Regions from separate parts of the Mus musculus genome. Here region 1 is linked to region 2. The links are chromatin contacts, called in public Hi-C maps. All regions are on one chromosome and are shown on one strand. Each heading gives the region's core, a stretch centred on a gene start, on an enhancer-like site or on the middle of the called end of the contact. The rest is flanking DNA. Distances are from core to core; before and after follow the strand shown.

The links. Hi-C and Micro-C count contacts between places; a contact is called where the count stands out from the background.
Region 1: a Hi-C map of the N1E-115 cell line shows a contact between it and region 2, with 2.8 times the contacts expected there. The contact joins two enhancer-like sites. A contact is called at or near these places in 6 of 484 Hi-C or Micro-C datasets (the N1E-115 cell line, embryonic fibroblasts, embryonic stem cells and 2 more).

What each region holds. Positions count from the first base shown.
Region 1 is chr15:34,889,116-34,893,471 of GRCm38.p6, forward strand. All of the region lies in intron 10 of Stk3 (serine/threonine kinase 3), which reads right to left. Among named protein-coding and RNA genes, the nearest start is that of Gm52204, 19 kb to the right of the region's middle. Within about 2 kb of position 2,461, at least 42 of the 459 cell types and tissues checked have an H3K27ac peak or open chromatin away from gene starts, as enhancers often do. A contact at or near this core is called in the N1E-115 cell line, where this site is marked.
Region 2 is chr15:34,813,922-34,818,340 of GRCm38.p6, forward strand. The region is part of intron 2 of Gm32970 (a long non-coding RNA gene); the gene reads right to left. Among named protein-coding and RNA genes, the nearest start is that of Kcns2, 21 kb to the right of the region's middle. Within about 2 kb of position 2,675, at least 4 of the 459 cell types and tissues checked have an H3K27ac peak or open chromatin away from gene starts, as enhancers often do. A contact at or near this core is called in the N1E-115 cell line, where this site is marked.

The sequences.
Region 1 (4,356 bases), core at 1,211-3,710, 75 kb after region 2:
AACAAAACCCCAAAAACAAAACCACTCCCCAGGAATGGATAGGAGGGTTCTTACAAAAATGTTAAGTACATGGAATATATGCCTAGTTAGTATAACAAGTCTTGGGAAGATCAAAGACAAACCCCCCAACTCCAGGAGAGAGCGTCTCCCCTCGCTCCTTCATTAACATTGTCTAACATATGGCTTAGGGAGCTGGCCCGGTAGGCACCTGCTTGCCATGCAAGCATGAGGACCTGAGCTCAGATTCTCATCACTCATGTAAAAGTTGGGTGATCTAATTCCAGTGCTGGGTGAGGGACACAGCATACTGACAGGCTGATCCCTTGAGCTAGTCTAGTCACATTAGTGAGTCCAGGTTCAGGGAGAGACCCTGCATTAAAAAGAAAGTATGATGGAGGGAAAACATCCAGGAGGGTATAAAATGAGACCAAGGGAACATTACTGTCTTAGGGTCCTATGATCGAGGTATCAACTTCCAAAGGTAACCATCCAAGACTCTAGTCTACGGAGAGGACTATAGTGTCTGTGCACTGAGCCATCCTGTTTGTCATTACTTGTAATAAGCACTCAGCAAACCTCATGCTTGGACCATTATGGTAAACGAATGGGCTGCAAGGACTTTTACAGTGTTTCAATGGAAAAGGTGTGAGTGGGGTAGGGCTTAAACATTCTGGTTTCACTTGGTAGAGCACAAAGCACGAGGGAGTCTGCCTCTAGTATTACCTTTAAAATGAGTACCTCCCCAAATGTCCCCAGAGTCTGTCAGTGCCAGGGCAGTACCAAGCTGACATACCTGGGAGGCCAGGCTCCAGCCAGACACCTGCTTTCTGAGTGGCTTCACAACTACTGTGACAACACAAGCGAGCCCCAGCTGGGGCTCTTCAGAGTGCATCGAATCTCACTTTGCATCTACACACTGCCCTGCCAGGAGACTGTGGTCGTGAGTGGAAACTTGGGGATCAGAATGTGAGCTCTGGTTTGAATAATACACATTAATATGAAGTAGTTTTACTAGTAAATCTTTACATTTTATTTTACAGGATGAAATTTCAGCTTACTCTTTAAAAAGTCCATTTTAATAAGGATTAAGGGGAAATGCATCTGTAATTAGGAAGCAAATGAGAGCCATGCTGTTGGGTTATCTCTGCTGGAATAATAATAACGCAGCTATGCAATACAGAAGTCAACGTGCTCCTGAGGAACTTTCCATGTACAAGTGGCTGGAATATTTTGTTGTTTAAGGAATCGTCTACGCACTGTTTTGTATTCTCAGATAACACTATGTGATCCCCAGTCCCGAGTGATACAGCAGACCAAGCCCTACGTGCCTAACACCTGGAATGAACAGAAGCAGTGAGCAAGAATAGTGTAAAAAAGATGTTCCTTGCCTTTTTTATTTCAGAAGAGGTACAAAACCAAAATAGACAAAATTAAATTTGCTAAGAAACTATTGTTAAACAGAATCATATTCCTTAAAGCCGGTTCACACACACTGCCCTCTCTGGCTATCAGTGTTCTCTTTCAGTTCCACTGGCCCATTTTCTATTAGGGACATTCACACGAGAAAACTTTATCAGCTCCTTCTCTTTTGCCAGAGTGTGTCATGTGTGAGAGGCCCCGAGGCCCACCATCATCAAGCACAGTCTCTGTATCCTCAGCACCTCACTGAAGCCCAGCTGCAGTGCTGACAGGCATGGCTCTGGCTATTGCTTTCTTCCTGCAGATGTGTTAACTGCCTCATTTCATCATCCTCACTACAAAGCCTGCTGCCAGACTGTCCTCTTTCTCACAGTCCACAATGGCTGTCATGTCAGCAGCTGCACCAGGCTATGCTGCTCAAAAAAGGAAGCACTCTTAAATATGAAGGCATCTGTGGGTTTTGTTAACTACCTTCCAATTTTTCAGTCACCCCAAACTGTTTTTCACTGATCTTTTTGCATTCTAAATTATAACAATACCAAACAGGGCACGTGACTCTGCCAGGATGATGGCAGTGGATTTTTCTCTTTCCCTGGGAAATCTCTGCTCTGATCATTCAAATGAGACACTGTTTAGTGGCTCCTAAAGGAGTGGGCTTCTTAGCTAGCTTAGAGCAGAGTGAATAACCTGCTACTATTTTTCGAAAGGCTTTTAAGTCTCATTAAGAAAGTTACTACTGGAAGCCAGTAGAAAGAAGTAAAATTAAACACTCCAACATTACCTGAATTGTATGGAGTGAGTTCTGAGTGAGCAATCCTCAACAGGGTGGAGGTGAGGTCAAACACAGGAGGTGCACACATTTGTGAAGGATGGATACCTCCAGCTGATCGCTGGCTCTTGAGTAGTTAGGAAGACGGGTCCCTTTCAGATTAATGGTTTGTGGAACCGAAGAACATGAAGCCACTGTGCTCCACAGACATGAGCAATTGTTTACTGAAGCCCCCCTCACAACGACAAGGTTTCACTCGGCCTCCATGAGAACATTATGTCTTTGGCTAGCCAGCACCCTCTGCTGCCCATAGTTGGTGCTGCACATCTTCCACCTTTAAGAGAGAAGACCTGCTTTTCTATTTTTAAATTTCACCTTTTTTTTTTTTTTAATTTAGCATTATGTGTTTTGAAACTCTTGTCTAGACCAGAAAGGAATCACCAATAGCATTGATGGGCTGTGTGTAAGGCAGTAAACTATGTATGGATAAGTTTGGCAACTAGGGACTAATAAGCTGTTTCAAGGCTTCAGTGAGAAAGTATCCCTCAGAACGTGTTGGACACTCCCTGGGGAGCCGAGTGAGTGAAAAGACCTGGACGGCATTCGGCTATTTAATGTTTTCAGGCTAGCTCTACAGGAGATATTCTTTTATATGGATTCATGTTACTATGGATATGTCTATACAATGCAGTAGTTACATGAATCAACTGCTTGCCTCCAGCAGACACTGTAATCTTACCTAAGGCAACAGTTTTGTGAAACAGTAAAATACTATAACTTTTGAAAGTTTACAGTTTTAGAAACACCAGAGTTTATTTGAACATTCAGGAGGCTGGAGAGATGGCTCAGCAACCGACACTGGCCGCTCTTCCAGGGTCCCTAGGTTCCATTTCTAGCACCCATAGGACAGATTACAACCCCTGCAACTCCAGTTCCAGAGGATCCCACATCCTCTTGTGGCCTTGATGGGCACTGCACACATATGATTTACACACAGACATGCAGGCAGAACAAGTATTTTATACATAAAATAATCTTTAAAAATGTTAACTTCTCAAGACATGTAGTTATTGAAAGGTAGCCAGAATCTGAACATAGTTAAGGTTAATAACAAAGATACACGGTTTCCACCATAGCGAATGTTTCCATTAGAGGGTTTCACAAAGGCTGTAAATTAGATTCAGTTGTTTTTTTGTTTTTTGTTTTTTTTTTCTTCAGAATGTCAATGGCTCTTAAGTCTAAACAAAATGAATCAATCCATGGCTTCTTCACATCCTAGTGTTTACTCACAGAACCACACAGCGAGGAGATGACAAGTTTATAAATACTTATTTTACAGATACTATTAATGAAGATTAGAATGATTAAGTAACTTCCAGAGATAATTCAATATCCTCAAATGTTTGATTAGATTGGGTCTGCCATCATGAGGGGAGGCAGCAGGGCTTTACTGCATAGCCTGGCATGCTCTTGAACTCAGCAATCCTCCTGTCTGAACCTCTGACTGCAGGAATTACAGGCATGAGTCCGCGTGCCTTTATGCTCTCTATGCTCTGCTCTACAAAGTAAGAGTGACTTTTTTTTTTTTTAAATAAATGCACAGAATTTTACGCTAGAAAATTCAGTTTCACTTTATTTTTGCCTTAACTACAATAAATAATTTAAAATTAATCACTATTGCTAAACTAGCAAAAACACACATAAGGATATAATAAAATCAGAATGTGAAAATTTACAGAAAACAGAGTAAGAACAAGTACATATTATAAAATCCACATTGAGTTGGCAAAATGGCCTAAACATTATAAGATTAAATCAATGACCACACAAAGCACTTAGCATTTTTATAATTCTTTAATTTTGTAAAGTGCTTTCAAAAGTTTATTATTTTTTTATAATTCCTAGGAGAGCACAGGGTGACATAATAGCCTTTTAAAAGACTGAACAAGAATGTTTCTAAAAGGACCATGAAAATAAGCCATTGCCTGGAATAAAGGAAGATATCTCGTAATTCAAATAGCAACACAAAGCTCCAAATTCCTTTTAAATATGAAGCAGTGTCACTTCCCACTGTGTCCCAGCCACATGCCTCACTGGCGTTAGCAGACGACTGCAACCTCCCTGCTTACCTGACAACTGCCTTGGTGTGCTATTCTTCAAAAACTGAA
Region 2 (4,419 bases), core at 1,425-3,924:
GGAATGAAATACAAAAGTAAACATTTGAAGCAGATACAGTAAAGGAAGTCAGTCTTGGTAAGGTAGGAAGGGCTCCGTGTTTCTGACCATTGTGGCTATAAGCTTGCATTTACTCATGAGATGGAAAGAGAACACTTTTTGTTGGACTTCTAGGTTCCTTGGATGCAAATATTTCTGTACATAAACAGAGGATTATTTTTTTGGAAAGACACAGCAGGAGAATTATAAACAGTGCTAGTGTATCTACACAATCAATAATAAAGAGAATTGAGGAGTTGGACCCATCGCTGTCCTTCAAATATGCACAGAAAGCAAGGCAGGTGACAAGAGAAGACTCAGAAATGACCGAAGAACATTTTCTCTTCCTTGACTGTGGGTCTTTTCATTTTGGTAGTGAATATGTGCCAACACTCATTAAAATGTACATAATATTCAAGATCTATATTCCTGTGCTTCTGCTTCTCTGAAGCATGTGCTAAATATATGCATCTATATGTATATATATGCATTTACCAGCCATGAATATACAATATATACATATATGTACTATATATACACATATATGCTATATATGTGTGTATACACACACACTCGTTTAGCAAACTTGAATCTGAAACATTGTCAAGTGCATGATGGGAAACTCAAAGTCATGTCATTACAACAATAAAAAACTAAATTAGAGATTCTGTGCAGTTTTTATAGAAGACTTTGGTATATTAATAAATAAATATATTATAAAATCCAAGCCAAGGGTGAGCTTTCAGAAACATCCACTTAAATTTATTTGCTTGGAACTAATTTGGCAAGCTATTTTAAGTAAAATTAATGCCAACCAGATCCAAAATAATACAAGAGCTGAACCTCAGCATATTGCCCTGAGATGCATTGGAAGAAATCAAGGGTCTGAAGATGCTCCTTGTGATGAGTGAAAATTGGGGTGAGTGAAAATTGGGGTGTAAGTTGGAGAGTTGCCTCCTGCTAGAATCTGGAGTTTGCTGGCATCTGGGCTCTGGTAAGATGGTGCTCTCAAAACTTGCATCCCCAGGAAAACAAACTGCCTAGCAGTACAGTGAGCTGCCCAACCAGGAGCGGCCCCTGGAGCAGGGCTTTACCACTGATAGATACTCTGCAAGCTCTGTCCGCAAGCTTGTGGCTGGCCACTATTTTTTCTGACCTTTTTTTTTTTCCATTCAAGATCCTCAGCAAAAAGTCTCAATTCCCATGGCCCCTACTTAGGTCCAAATTCAAAGCAAAGCACACAGCTTGTCTATAGAAGCCTGCTAGCCAAGAGACTCTGCAGCCGTAAAGAATGAAATTAGTTAGGCTTGAGAACAGCTAGCAGAGGTGACAGCCGCCATGCCATGGAGGGAAGCTGTTTGAGAAGAAACCCAGACCTGTAGTAGGCATTGCACAAAGGTACAGCCAGACTTACTTGTATCAGTCCAGTGAGGTCTGGGCACTGCTTGCTGTATAACATCCCTTAGCCTGCTCACTCCTACAGTAGGGCTTCCCACTGGTGTATAGTTATGATGGCACTGGGACAACTATGCACACTGTGCACACTGCAGCCACACAGAATAAGTTAGCATGCTCAGCCCTGGCATGCCTTTTCGATATAGCAGGTAATATATTCTCAGTAATTACCATATGTACCAAGTCTTAGTCTAAGCTCTTTGTGATGATTAATTAATGTAATCATGCAGCCAGCCTTGCCTTTGTACTCATTTTGCACATTAGGAAACTGAGGTCCAAGGAGGTTACACTAATTACTCAAGGTCAAATTAAATGTCAGAGTCTGGGCCACAACTCTTAAATAACATAAAGTAGAATCTGGGTTTTATCTTTAGTGCCCAAGGGCATACCACAGCATGTTCTAAGATGTGAGCTTCTCCTTATTGTGAGCATAGGCAGAGCCTGGCAATGTTCACACTGGCAGGAAAGCCAGCTGTCCCCCTCAGCAGAGGTCCAAGGATGTGTGCCTGAGAACATGATGGGTAAATTGTTACTCTTGAAAAGAGGAGAGGCAGGCTTCTGTCTTAGTCTAGTTTCTTTTGTTGTAAAGGATGGCATAGATAAAGCAAAGTAGAACTTTAGTTTTTTAGTTGATGATACTTAGAAGCCAAGCCCATGGCACAATTCCTTGCTGTGTCTTTGCATGGTGGAGGGGTGGAAGAGCAAGCAAGTACCTGAAAGAGAATTTGAGGGACAGGACTCTTTTATGAGAACCTGTCACAGAAACTAGTCTCCACTTAGAGGATATTAATGTCCTAATCCATTCATGAATGCAGTGCTTCGTGTGCTGACCCCTCAAAAGCTCCAGACCTTCCTACAGAGGTGGTGACAATTACATGATGAGCTTCGGAGGAGCCAGAGATAGATCCCAAGCAGTGAGCTATCTTTCCAGAAACAGACAGTGGCTACTTGAGGAAGGAGTGGCCTTTCCAAGCCAATCTAAAGTTCTGGCTAAATCTGAAGGCCTAAGTTGTCAAGGCCAGGAGACACTAAAGTTAGAGTGACCATCTTGTCCTGTTTTGCCCAAAACTTTCCAATTTTCAGCTCTGAAAGCCCCACATCCTGGGAAACTTCTCCATCCCAGGAAAATGGGGACAGTTGGCACTGTGATCAAAGCAGAAGTCATGGGAAAAACCTCTCACCCCTGCCCCAAGATCCCCACAACAGCCAGAAGGTCCCCAAACCCTCGCTGTCAACCGTAGACTGGTCCTCACTATTCTTAGTCCAAGAACAGTGAGGCCTTGTGTCAAGTTCCCAGACCCCCCACCCCCCCCATCTGTATGGCCCATCGTCTCCCTAGAGGACAAGTTTGGTAGTTGGAATCACTCCCAGCCTTGGGCAAAATGTCCAGGCCTTTTTCACCTTCTATGAGATGACCATATTCTCTCTTCATCCTAGACCCACCCAGTATGAGTTTCGAGATTCAGGGAGGTGGTCAAAATGACTTTTTCTGTGAAAAATGATATAGACTTGTTTTCTTGTTAATTGACAGGCACCAAACAAAGCATCATACATAACTCAGTTTGGAAGGAAAAGATGCTGTAACACTTCTGAGGTATTCCCTGTCCCTGGCTGAGTCTTCAGAGGCATCTTAGGACCTAGCATGGCTGCAGACTTTCACTACAAGTGGTCCAGACCAATCTAATGATATAATCAAATAAACTCTGAACATTCAGAGAAAACAAATTATCAATCCATCAAAATACTTGGGGCAAATTAATTCAGCAGACTGGACCAGAGACCTACTCCATGACTCACCCACACCCAGAGTAAATAGGGGAAGATTAAGTACAACTTGATTGAATCACACTGAAGCTTGGCATAGCACAGCAAACAGATGAGCTTGAAATCTCACATTAGGAACACATAATCTCATAAAGTTTATGACTGTTATTGCTCACCACATATGTTTCTGGGTTACTGTGTGCTGAGCTTTGGGCAAACTGCATTGTTGGGGTCTTAAGGACCCTGCCTGTTGATCCACAACCTATTTCAAGAAGGAAGACACGTTTCTGTTTCACACTTTTTGGCATGATCTGTGGCATGGCCTGCCCACTGCAAGGAAGGGGGCTGCCAGGAGATCTTTTGGCAACAAGAAAAGAGATCTGTTCCATACCCAAAGAGGGCCTCACTGCAAGTCCTAGTAGAGGCAATGATAGAGAGACTGGCAGGCAAGCCTTCTTCTTGTCCTAACCTTTGAAACAAATTGATAAAATGAGAGACTTGCCTTAGAGTCTAAGGTCTTTGCAGCCTTGTATTATAGGAGTTCATGAAAGAGCATCATGGAACAGTGTATTTAAACAGCACTGACCCATTGTGCTTCAAACTCAAAGAATCCAGAGTAAGAAGTGGCCAAAATATCACCCATGCGATCAGTAGTGAATTGGTGTGTGGGAGATGGGATGTGGCTTACAGAAGAACAGATGGGTTCCAGAGGCCACAGAATATTAACCCTGAATATCTAGAAGGAGGGAGAGGTGGCTGGGTGATGAGGATGGGGCTCCCTCAGTCTTGTTCAGACAGCTGAAGCTGAATAGGACAGATTTTCAAATGTGTACACCACTAGGACTCTGCTCCCATTAATCAAGGTCTTCTTTCCCTCTGAGTCCAACTACAATCTCATAATTCCTCTCAACATTAAGACTACTCCCCTGCTTCAACACTGAGACTTTTGATGGTGATAAAGGGCAGGTGATAATTCCCCACATTCTAATTTGTATGCCCTGACAGTCCCTCCAGGTCCCTTGTCAGGGACTCCTGGTCTGATTGCAGGAACTCACAATGCAGACTCACTAGAAAACCACAGTAATGGGAACAGGAGGAACTAGCCCTGAGGTACTTTCCTGCAGGAGAAAGTCTCTGATGCGAAGAGGCCAGGCCATGAATGCACAGTCCTAAGGAGCATTT